Regions from separate parts of the Mus musculus genome. Here region 2 is linked to region 1. A link is a contact called in public HiChIP or PLAC-seq data. All regions are on one chromosome and are shown on one strand. Each heading gives the region's core, a stretch centred on a gene start, on an enhancer-like site or on the middle of the called end of the contact. The rest is flanking DNA. Distances are from core to core; before and after follow the strand shown.

Region 1 (5,920 bases), core at 2,487-4,986:
CCTGAGGACTGAGTTCAGGTCCACAAGCCTGACGGTGGACGTTTACACACTGGTGAGCGCCTTTACACAGCGAGAGAGCCGTCTCACCTCAGCAAGGGTCACCTCTACACCAGCATCCCTATGATCCTGCCTGGGAGACTACTCTTCCATTCAGTGTCCCCGACTGTGATGGGTAACACCCCCACGAAGAGAGAGGAAAGGTTGTCTCAGAGCCTCTCTCTAACCCCCACTTTGCTGCTGTTACCCTAGGAACCAGACATCTCCAACCAAAGTGGGGGTGCAGGAGGGGGGGGCTGGAACCACCTGCGCCATCTTTTAAACTGGGGCGGGGAATGGGAGTTTCATGGCAATACAGGAAGTCTACTGTACTTAAGATCTCTATAAAATATTTAGACAGCCATGGCCAGATATAACAGTGATTATACATTTAAATGTTAATGAGTATAATTAGACTGAAAGATTAGCCAAGCCTATCACTAAATATATATTCAGGACTGATCAAACCCCCTACTGTAAAATTACAGGTGAAACCCAAACGGATGGGTTTGCCGGTCTTTGATTTGCCCCACAGAAAGAGAGCTCAAAAGGTGGCCAGGGAGAGAACAGGCGAGGGCAGGGCAGGGAGGTCCCTGAGGGAGACCCTGAAGACTCCAAGGATCAAAGGAGATTGAAACATTGGCTGTGAAAACTTGCCTATGTCTAAGGATGGAGTTCAACCTGTGAGCGGCCAGCCGAGCCTCCTGTAAGCATTAGAGACAGGCCTGGGGGAAATGGAGGAAGGGAGACTGGGGGATCCCCCAGAGCCTCGCAGGCTCCAGATCCAATCATGCAGAACTAACATTTCAGTAAGTCATCTTGTAGGCCTGCAGGACCCAGTAATGATGATACAAAGCCTTGATGACAAAAAATGTTGGCAACCACTGGGTGGCTTCACTTCGATGGAAATCTGCACCACAAGGGCGTCAGCCGCACACGACAGCCTTTTAATTATTATCTAAGCACCATGCATAAGCTTTAACTGCAAGCTGAGTGAGGTGGGCGAGGTAAATAAACAAGATCTCTGCAAGGGTGGTAAAGCTTGGCCATGGGGGGAGGGGAGAACGGTCTATCCAACAGAAGAGCATGTGCAAAGGTCCTGAGGTAGCAGAGGAAGCACTTTCTAGATGGCGAAGGTGTCAGTGAAAGGCAGCTCTCCCCTTAAGAGTGGCAGGGTCTCCCTGCTTTCTGCCGCCTTGGTGGGCACCCACAAATAACTGATCATTCCGTTTCTTTAGACACCCGTTCCTTCAATCTGGGGGCATGGGCCAAGATGTCCCAGGAGTCCAGTTTTAGGGACGAGATAAATAAATGCCAGTTGGTGACAGTCCTCCATGCTGGTGGCACAGGGCTGGCCCTGGAAATGCCTCACATCGAGAAGTTGATGGCAGAGCTTGGCAGGTTAATCTGGGGGTTTTGGCTGGTCAGGGGAATTGATACTGTATATGTGATCATTACATTGTAGCAGGACCACACCTGGCTGTGCTGCAAGGTACCACAGTGGGCAAAGGTACCCCCAGCCTTTCTTAGAGGCTCCTCTCGGGTAGGCCAGTGGGACTCAGGGACTAATTTCATGATGGAGGCAGTGGGAGATGGGGGGGGGGCATGGGGGGGGAGTGGGGAGCTGCAGGAGCTGAGCCTCGGAGAGCCAAAAAGATCTCCAGTCTGTAGACAGAGTCTCTCTACTAGATCCCATGTGGAGACTCACTACCCAAAGGGCCACAGGGAAAAACAACGGGCCCAAGAGCAAGCCATTGAGTGGTTGGCTTCTGAGGCAGAGTTGGTAGGTCCCCCTGAGTCCTGAGAGGGGCTCAGGCTGCTACAGGTATTTAGCAGGTTGCACCTGCAGGTCTTTCCTGCCTCCTCTACTGCATAGGGAGGGGCTGGGCTGAGCAAATAAACAAACAGGCCAGGCAGCCCTTCAGAAGGGCTGGTAAACCACTTTTCTAAAGGAGCCACAGGATATTTGAACTCATTGTTCACTGTGTCTGAAATGCATCTATCACCTACCCTAGTTCTTTGCGAGGTACTGGCCCAGCCCCCCACCCCGCCCCCTCCCCACTGCCATTCACTGTGACCTTGACTGCTCTCCTCAGCTCCTTAAAACTGTGAGGCTTCCAGACACGCCCCCACCCCATTATTTTTCATTCCCATCGGACTGATGTCAGGTATATTTTGCATTTGGGCTTCACAGTCTGATCTTCCAGGGTCAGGAGGTTCGAAGTTGCCTCTGGGGAAAAGAGAACTTGGTGTCTTTTCTGGGGAAGGGTGGTACTTCTGTGGCTGCAGGTGTTTAAGGGTCACAACAGATTTCACGTAGCTGGAGCTTAGGCCTTGAAGAGGGCATGGGAGGTCCCAGGGGCAGGGAGCTGAGACTCTGCCTGGTGCCGTGTGGTGCCGTGGGCTGGACAGAGGGGATGAGTTACTCCCACGGTTAGTACGGTTAGTACACCGTACTACACTGTGATTGCTTCCTTGGTTCCCATCCTGGGCTTTGCACTGGGGCCTGGGAGATGCTGTGGGTGATTAGCAAAAAGCTTATAGAGGGACTGTGGCGGCGCGGCTGTCGGCAGAATACTTGTCTGACATGCATGAAGCCCTGACTTCAATTCCCAGGGCCACATACACTGGGTATAGTGACACGTGCCTGGAGTTCCAGTATTCAGGGGAGTGGAGGCAGGAGGATTAGAGGTTCAAAGTCATCCTCAGCTATACAGTTAATTTTGAGGTCAGCCTGCTGTCACAGAAAGGAAGAGGGGAAAGAGAGGGCTGGCTGTCCAAGAAGCCAGGAGAAGATTGTGTGTTAGTGTGTCAGCAGGGAATACCTGGCGCAGGCCAGGCCTCCCTCAGTTTCGGCCAGCCAAGGCCATGCTGGCCAGACAGCATGTGAATTACTGAGAGTCAGGTTCAGTAAGAGACCCTGTTCCAAAAACTAAGACGGAAAGTCACTGGAGAAGATACTCGTTGTTGACCTTTGACCTCACCAATGTGTGTGCACGCACAAACATGGAGAGACACACAAGGGGCTGCAATGCAACCCACTGCGAGCCTCCTGGATCCTGCCAAGCAAAAACAAACAAACAAGCAAACAAATCGTTGATAGATCAATGAGTTTATATGTGACTAGGAAATTCAAAGTGATGCAAGTCTTTTGTTTTTCTGTAGCTTCGAATGCAAGCCCTGTACACATCTCCAGTGGCTGGGACTCACTTTAGATAATATGAAGAGGGCGGAGCAGGCACGGGTGGGGCCGACTCAGAACAGAGGTGGGGCCAATGGCGGGTACCCAGATTCATGACATCATTGCGCTGGCTTCTGTGAATGAGTGAATTTTTTCCCTAATAAAAAGGTCTACTGCCAAGGCTCCCAGAGGTCCTGGCCCCAGGTCACCTTTTATTTCTGCCCTCTGCCAGCAGCCTGGGTCCCCAGCACCAACCACTTCCTGATGCACCTGCATTAGGTCACTGTGTATTATGACAGGACCTTGGTTCACTCAGGGTGGTTTGTATGAGGCCCAGTGACTCCAATCTGATCCAAGGGCCCCCGCCTGACTAGGCTTTGTCCTCCCTACAGCTTAGGGAGTTGAGGTGGCCACACACCGGGGTTTTGTTAGAACGAAGGCCCAGAACTTTCTTTATTGCAAAGGGGGCTCTGAGAGGGGAGAAATGACTGGTCCGCAAATGTGTCTGGGCATGTCTTGGGGAGTGGCACCGAGGCTCGGCCTGGGTCTAAAGACCATTCCTGGGCTCCGGGTGGGGCTGAAAGAGAGGCTGGCTGCTTTCAGTTTTGCAGGCTGGGAACCGGGAAAGTGCTGAGTCAGCGTGCAGGAGAAAAGGGCTCCTGCTCTCGGGAACAGGAGAGAAGAATTTCCGGCTTGATGCACTGGAGGGGAATCACAGAAGTTGGGCTAGTAACAGCCCAAACAAACAACCCTGTATGGCTAAACAAGGAGAGTGAAGGAGGAACTTTGGGGAACTTCTGAGGAGCTGGGGGTGGGGACATGAAGGTAAGGAGTAGGTAGGGTCATCTATGCTTTCAGCTGCTGTCTTGTGACTACTGTCTCCTGGGAACCCTTGAGGACCTGGGATAACAGGATAAAAACCAGTAGTTTGTACTCGGAATGTATAAAGAGCCTTAGACTTAGAGCCAGATCACAGCACTAGGGGCCCTGCAAGTCCTCAACCTTTGGTCCTACCTGCTCTGTGTTGGAAGGCTCACATGAAATGACATCAGTGACCTCGGTGATATGCTCTGCAAGCATATGGGATATCAGCACTTCGTATCCCAAACGATACACTCGTTCCCATGGTCCCCAATGAGATTCTGTGCTTCATCCTGGCAGGTGGGCAAAGCGAGGCTCCTCAGGGTGCAATGACCAATCTTGGGTCCCACAGTCAGTTGACACTCTCACTTTCAGGCCTAACTGAGGCCTTTATGACCCTGAGACCCTGCAGTGACCTTGTAACTCTCTGCTCTGCAAAACATAAGGGCCTGCACCTAGCATTGGCAGGTGGGGTCAGGGTGGGGGAAATCAGAAAGAGTGTGTGGGAATGCCGGTCCCATTCCCCCTCCCTCCCCCCCCCCCCCCCGCCCCCCAGCAGGCTGGCTGGTTGGTAGGCTGGATTTACTGAAACTTGGAGCACAGCCTCCAGGGAAGCAGCAGGCTGCCACAGGCTCAAAACAAAGACAAGTTTCCTGGATTCTACATTAAGACTTCAGGGCAAAATGGTTTTTGGATTAAGAAGGGAAGCTGGCAGGAGGTGCTTTCTCCGCTCTGGAACTTGGATGAAGCATCTCCGCTGGCTTGCCAGGGCCACCCAGGCTGGGTGAGGGCATGGTCTTTCACCTGCTGCCAGCCACTGCCCCCAGTCCCCCAGCTTTCTATGTGGGGAGAAGATCCCAGTGTTGGTAATGGCAGGAAACTAAGTTAGTTGCACAAACTAAGCTTACACGAGATTCTTTAGCAACGGCCATAGGCTGCGGACGGGAGTCGGAAAGAGTGCTTGGCTGGCATGCACAGAGCCCTTGGTTCACTCACCAGCAACACACAAACCGGATGTGGTGGTTCACACCTGTAATTCCTGAACTTGGGAGGTTGCTGGCAAGAGGGTTAGAAGTTCAGGTTAATCCAATGTTACATAGTGAGTGACAGTTCCATCTACAAACTGGGCCCCGTTCATAGGGCACAGCTGCACTGGGCAGCAGGCGTCGAGTTCTTAGCTTAGGCATCACCTGATGGACCAGAAGTGCCAGTTCTGGGTTCAAATCCAGACTCTGTGGTTTCTAGGCAATGGTTTACTCAACAATAAATGGGGATAATGGCTCCTGTCCAGGAGTGACAATGCCTGGGCTTGCACATGGGCTGGCCACTGCTGTAAGCACTCTGCAAGTATTAGCTCATAAAATCTCTCAAGTGACAGATGGTGCTGGTGTCTGTCCCTTGAGACCTAGTGTGCACAGCCATACCAGAGTATACAGCAGGGCTCCCACTCGTGCTCCAGGTCCTGGGTCCTGAGTGCTCCAGGTTATCTATCCCTCTCCATGATTTTCCAAGGCCGTCCCTAAGCCCCATAGGTATCTGACGAATTCCCAGCAGGGCTTGGCCCCAGAAGGTACTGACTAGATTATCAGTGTCAGTTTCTTCTGGAAGTTTCTAAAGTTGCCGACCCTGGCATAGCCCACCCTTCCCTCTTGTAGTTTCTTCTTTAGCACCAGGCACCAGGGCTATTTCTAATTACTCTGTGGCTCTCTGTTTTGCCATTTGCTGGATCCTTGGCTTCTGGAACAGTGTGGGGAACAGAGTGGGTGGCCAGTGAATATCTGGGGAGTGAAGGACAATAGGACCAGTGAGCTAATCTCATGCTCTGTGCAACCCACTGAGTGT
Region 2 (5,920 bases), core at 2,353-4,852, 1.0 Mb after region 1:
AGGAAAAAAGTAGTTTAGAAAAGTACAGTTTAGCCAATCTTCAAGGAGTTGCTTCAAGTCTCATTTTCTGGAAGAGTTATTTCTGTGCTATTCAGCATCATGGACCAAATAATTAAATTATGCATCTACTCTATGCAAATGTATTTAAATTTTATAATAATTTAATCTGCATACTGGGAATGCTGATCCCATGTCATGAAAACGTCATAATCTCCAGCCTACCTCACACTGCCATGTTTCTTCCCATAAAAGGACGTCAATGTTCAACTACAGAGAGTTACTCTATAACCACAAAAGCAAAAGCTAGAAGAAATTTGGATGGGAAGACAATTCCCTTCTTCAAGGTCTAACCCATAGCATCTGTCCTCAGAGTTCTTGGAGACACCACAGCTGCTTCTGTGATTCAACCATCCAACAAAGGAAGTTTCATTTAATGAGCTAGTTTAGAATCATTCCATTTTGTCCCTCCATGGCAATGTCTGGTGACTTCACAGCTTGTCATAACTAAAGGAGGGACCACTGCCACTTGTGGGTGGATGAGGGGAGCTGCTTAAGCATTCCACCATGGACAAGAGTGACATCCCCAAGAAAACTAATCCAGCCCACACATCAGCAGTAGAGTGGCCGAGGAACATTGTTAACTCACCATGCTATCCCTACCAACAGACTCCAGTTTCCCCTGACCTGCTCTAAGAAAATCATTTTTTTATAGCTCTAACTAAAAATTTCTAACTGCAAAAGGCAAGCACTAGGACATGACACCAGGCCCAATCCCAAGCACTGTGACTGCTAATAGGCAGCAATCAAACTATGAAGCCCTAAATGCATGTCAGCAGGAGCAGAAGTGCTCAGCAGGTGCTCAGCTGGTGATGTCCCGGTTGCATCTAGCATTCCCTGAAGATTCTCTGCAGGTGCTCTCTGCATGCAGGTCTGACATGCAGCATTCCCTGCAGATGCTCTCTGCATGCAGGTCTGACATGCAGCATTCCCTGCAGATGCTCTCTGCATGCAGGTCTGACGTATCCCCTCAAGGCCCACATACACTTCCACTATGGAGTTTGCTAGTGAAAGCTGCATATTTGCTGTTGGGTTTTTCCCCTTTACATATATTAAAACTAACACGAAACTAGTCAGAAGACATGAAAATAGCAAATACTCCACAGTGCTCTCCACCCTGGAGACTGTGATTTAACACACCCCTGAAAGGTGTCTAAGTCAGATCTAAAGTTGAAAAGATATCAGCATTCTGAAAAAAGAAAAAAAAATCCCATTAATAAATAAATAGCCAGTATAAAATAATCATCAAAAGGAACTGTGTGCAGATATGTGTGAGCTACAGACACCACAGAGAAATCAGGGAGGTTACTTCTTAGGTAGCTGAAACAAACAAACAAACAAAAAAAGATGTATCATCAGACACTACCAAAGCAGATTTTCCAGTTTTCACATCTTAAATAGTTGCAGAATTTTTAAATTCATCACAGAGAAAAAACTTCCGAAAATTAATGAAAAGAAATGTCAGACTTTAGAAGCCTTGAAAATCAATGTGGGATTGGTTAATGAATGATGGCCCATCCACATATCAGCCATTAAACATCAAATTGAAGAACAGTTAAAGACATAGAAACACACAACAGCATAATGAAAGACAAGCCTCATCGATATACACAACATATCAATTCTCTATAGACTATTATACAGAAGTGCATGCTTCTATAAATGAATGTATGTGAATAAAGAAATACAAGCAGGCACACCATGAGGGACTGACTAGTGACAATCTGCTACAATGTTAACAATGGCTATCTGAGGAGGCGGAAGTTTACAGGCGGTTTCTATTCCTTCTTTGTGCGCCTCTGTTTTCCAACTGTCTTCCAGTGCGACTGTTTTGCTGTTTTGTGCTTACAGAGCTAATACATTATTACAAAGTTACACCTTCTTATCCCGAGCACTGCATAGAAAATGTAAAACAAACCACCTCAAACCTCAACGAAGCCAAGTCTTCCATCAACAAACAGCGAACATTCATTGAGCATTCTCATTATGTCCCTGGTTCTAATAACTTTGTAAATGCATCGACGGCTTTTTTTTGGGGGGGGGGGGCAGGGAAGGGTCGAGCCCTGAAATAACACCAAATGCAGCTGAGTGTTGCTTCCAACAATGGATTTACAGCTCTCTTCCCATGGCTTGGAATAAAGGGGGCTTATTAAATGATCTCTGAAGGTTTTCAAAGCTATGGCGAGATTGCTCATGAAAAAGAAATTTCATCAAATAAAGTGTGTGAAAGAGAGCTTGGAGGGTGGCAGCTGCGTGCAATCTCAAAAACAGAACTCTATAGAACAGGAAAACAACAGAATAATGTCTCTCAGTTCCTCCTCTTAATATCCTAAAACCTCTTTTCCAATATCATCGTGGGCAGAATGATCCAACTGTAGTCTGTGCTATTGTAGGTAAAAGAAAAACAAAAACCAAAAAACAAACAAAAAACCATTGGGAGGTTGTCTTTGCTGTATATATTACTTTAAAGAATAACCTCGAAGTAAACAAAAAAACTTTGAGATACAATTTTAGTCATGTTCTGGGGACACTGTGTACTAGAAACAAACATTCCCGTGTTTCATTAAAGGGTCCTAAGGGCAAGGCACTGGAACTTGGCAAAAGGCAGTTCACGTGTCAAATACACCCAAATCCTCAATACATGAAATGCGGGGGGTGAAGGGAAACCCCATTTCTCTAGGTGTAAATTCCAGCTGGGTAGTAAGAGGCAACGGGGCTTCCCGGCGATCTGTGGGATTGTTTCCCCAGCTCGAGGCCCGACCTAACGGTAAGTGCTAGGCCATTGGCCGGTGCTTCACGCGTGGATCGTGGAAGAACACTGACCTGTTAAGGTCTATTTCGTGTCTCGCTCGTCACCCTCGGAGACATAGTAGATGGATCTTTTGACGAACGCAAACCAGTCCTATGTATGCTAGCGCACACCTGTGACACATGCACGTATGCACCAGTGGGTCGATGGGGGACACTCGAGGAGCCCACTGGCAGGTTTATAGCACACGGAAACTATACGGGGGTGAAAAACACAAAGGCTCGAGGCACAGAACCAACTCGAGGATTGCAGATGCGCTCGCACATTCAACCCGGGACACAAAAGAGCAGAGATCAGCGCAGCCCTGCGGATGGGGACCGCCCGGGGCCCACGTGCGCTCCCCGCCGACCCCGCAGCCGCGCACCCCGAGTCCGCCGCGCCGTCACCAAACGGACCCGAAACTTGGCCGCGGGGACTTAAGAGCCGCGGAGCGGGAGCCTTCGCGCCGCCTCGCGTCGGCGCCAGCGCCAGCCACCGGTTCCCGGCCGTTCGGAGGAAGCTCGAAGGGGGCGCGTCAGCCCGCCCCGCAATCCCCTTAGCGCCCGGCCCGGTCGCCCCCGCCGCGGTGGCCACACTCCTCACTGACACCAAGGGACATTCCCCCGAGGCCCGCCCGCCCTCCCCGGCTCCGCCGCTCCTCACCAGAGCGCGACGTGCCAACGCTTCAGCGAGCCCAGAGCCGCAGCCGCCGCCGTCGCTCTGGCGCCCGCGGCCGCGCCGCCGCCATCTTGGCTCCGGCCGGAAGTGACGTCGGCACGGCGCCCACAACCCCCGACCCCGACCCCGACCCCGCGCGTAGCTCGTGGCCTGCGACCCCGAGGAGCTCAACACGACGGTCAGGCGTGACCCCGGCGGACTGTGTCGCCCTCTCTGTCAATCACGGACTCGCCGCTCGCCCCAGAGCGTTATTACCTCGAAGGGAAGCCCGCGTCGCCATGGCCGGGCCAGCCTGACCACTATAGAGTTAGGGCTGAGAAACTCAAGAGTTGGTCAGAGAAGCCACCCTACTTCAGACGACCGCGACTGACTGGCGTGGTGGCGCACACTTTAATCCCCAAACTCGAGGCAGAAGCAGCCAGAGCTACATAGTGAATTCCAGGAAGGCAGGACCACACCCTTAGACCTTGTTTCAAGAAAAACAAGAGCAGAATCCACTCTGAAGGCCACTCACTAGACCACTGCCAGGCAAATAGACCGTTTAAATGGTGTGCAAAGGACCAATATAGCCACACACACACAAACCCGAAACTTCAGCAAAGCAGATGCAACTGAGCGGCTGTATTCATCCCTTACCAGGAGGCATTTGCTAACTGCCAGCTATGGGCCTAGGTCAGTGCCAAGGCTCTGTGGTACCCAGCATGGCCTTCATCTTGCCCTTGGGAACTGCACCACTATTTACAAACAAGTGAGCTGGAGATGGATTGGATTGAACTGGAGACCACTTCTGACATCCCAGAAAAGAGGTTTGACGGGAACATAGTTGCCAATCAATCTGAAGTTGTAGAGAGATGAAAGTTACTTGTCACATCTAGATGGTACCCAGAGCCATGAGTACTTCAAGATAAAGCTATCCTCTGAGAAGAAAGGAAAAAAAAAAAAAATCTAAGTGTAGTGGGCCGTATTAGTCCTCTGAGAAAAGGATCTGAAAAATAGATAATGTATTATGTTCAAATGTGCCTCCAAAACTTTGGAAAGACCAGACAAGCTCATCAAATGTACCTGTTGTTTAGAAAGTACGTCAATCAACGTGGATTGTGGTATACTCTGTAAAGGATTGGTGACATGGTGATTATCTCATCAGTACTGTTGACAGGTGAGGACAATGTCAAGTGTTGTCAAGGTCTGGATCACCACAGAGCCCGTGGAGAGAGGAAATAAAACCTCAAATGTTTGCTTATGTCTCTCACTAGTCAAGAGTTTACAAACCTAAGAGAGACATGCAAACTTGTCACTAGAATATACACTATTATGGTACAGGCTGCCACTGGAATTTGCACTCTTTATTTGATTAACACCTTACTAAGTATATGCATCAAAAATCATCTGAGGTAGCGTGGGAGCAAAAGGGAGACCACCACCTCATCTACCACCAAACTGCCATAGCCATCATTTTAAAAGAAAATCTACTTACCCCCTGGCATCCAATAGAATGCAAAAGGAAATATAGGGGATTTTGATTTTTGTCAAATCAAAACATGACATGGTAAAACCAGAGAACACCATGCCAAGAAGGCAGTGGCTGTTCTTCCTGTCTTTAATCTGATATGACAATGCCTTTTTCCCCTGGGGCAACGGTTTCAGATTTGATGTCTTAAAACAACAGAAATTTAATCTCCTGCAAATGTAGAGGCTAGAGTCCAAATCAGTATCAGTAGACTCAAGCTAAGGTGTCAGTAGGACCACACTTCCTCTGAGGTCTCTAGGGGAGACTGTTTCCTTCTTCCAGCTTCTGGTGACTGCCAACATTCCTTGGCTTGTCACTATGCCACTCAACTCTTCAAGGCCAACATCATCACACTCTCTTCATCTTTACATCACTTTCTCCTCTGTAGGTAGTGAAATTTCCCTCTGTTCTTTCATAATCTATACAGTTGCACTGAGGATACCCAGCTAAACCACAGTTAATCTCTTCATTGCTGAGTCATAGCAACAGAAGTTCTGCAAGAGGTAATGCTTGAGAATTCAAGGGATTGAGTTGAGGTCAGATGCTTAGTAACGATTATTTAGCCTACCACACTGAGTAAATCTTCGGTCCTTCTAAATACCACCTCTAACCAACCACTGTATACTTTTAATCTGTGTATTTTGTTTGAACATGTTTCAATTCTCTAAACTGTGATACTTCCCAGACTGAACGACACACTTTATAGTTCATCTGTTCAATTAAAAAAGACAAAGGCTATGGAGATTACAGTGAAATTTCATTAGTGATGATTAGCTGTGCGGTGTACTAAATACTACTGTTTTCCTTCTTTGAAATGATGAAATGCCTTGCTAATGAAGGATGATGGGAATAGAGATGCTTTAATCAGAAATTGTGGTCTGTTTATTAGG

The links. HiChIP or PLAC-seq counts read pairs in DNA pulled down with a chosen protein or histone mark.
Region 2: an H3K27ac HiChIP or PLAC-seq map of embryonic stem cells shows a contact between it and region 1, with 8 times the contacts expected there. The contact joins the promoter of Prdm2 here to the enhancer-like site in region 1. A contact is called at or near these places in 2 of 39 promoter capture datasets (embryonic stem cells and hippocampal neurons), 1 of 484 Hi-C or Micro-C datasets (the C2C12 cell line) and 3 of 115 datasets of contacts at active chromatin or transcription factors (all in embryonic stem cells).

What each region holds. Positions count from the first base shown.
Region 1 is chr4:142,167,780-142,173,699 of GRCm38.p6, forward strand. The region is part of intron 5 of Kazn (kazrin, periplakin interacting protein); the gene reads right to left. Among named protein-coding and RNA genes, the nearest start is that of Gm35581, 44 kb to the left of the region's middle. Within about 2 kb of position 3,737, at least 50 of the 459 cell types and tissues checked have an H3K27ac peak or open chromatin away from gene starts, as enhancers often do. A contact at or near this core is called in embryonic stem cells, where this site is marked.
Region 2 is chr4:143,209,107-143,215,026 of GRCm38.p6, forward strand. Prdm2 (PR domain containing 2, with ZNF domain) reads right to left here and starts at 3,603. Exons shown (of 10, transcript NM_001081355.3): 1 at 3,509-3,603.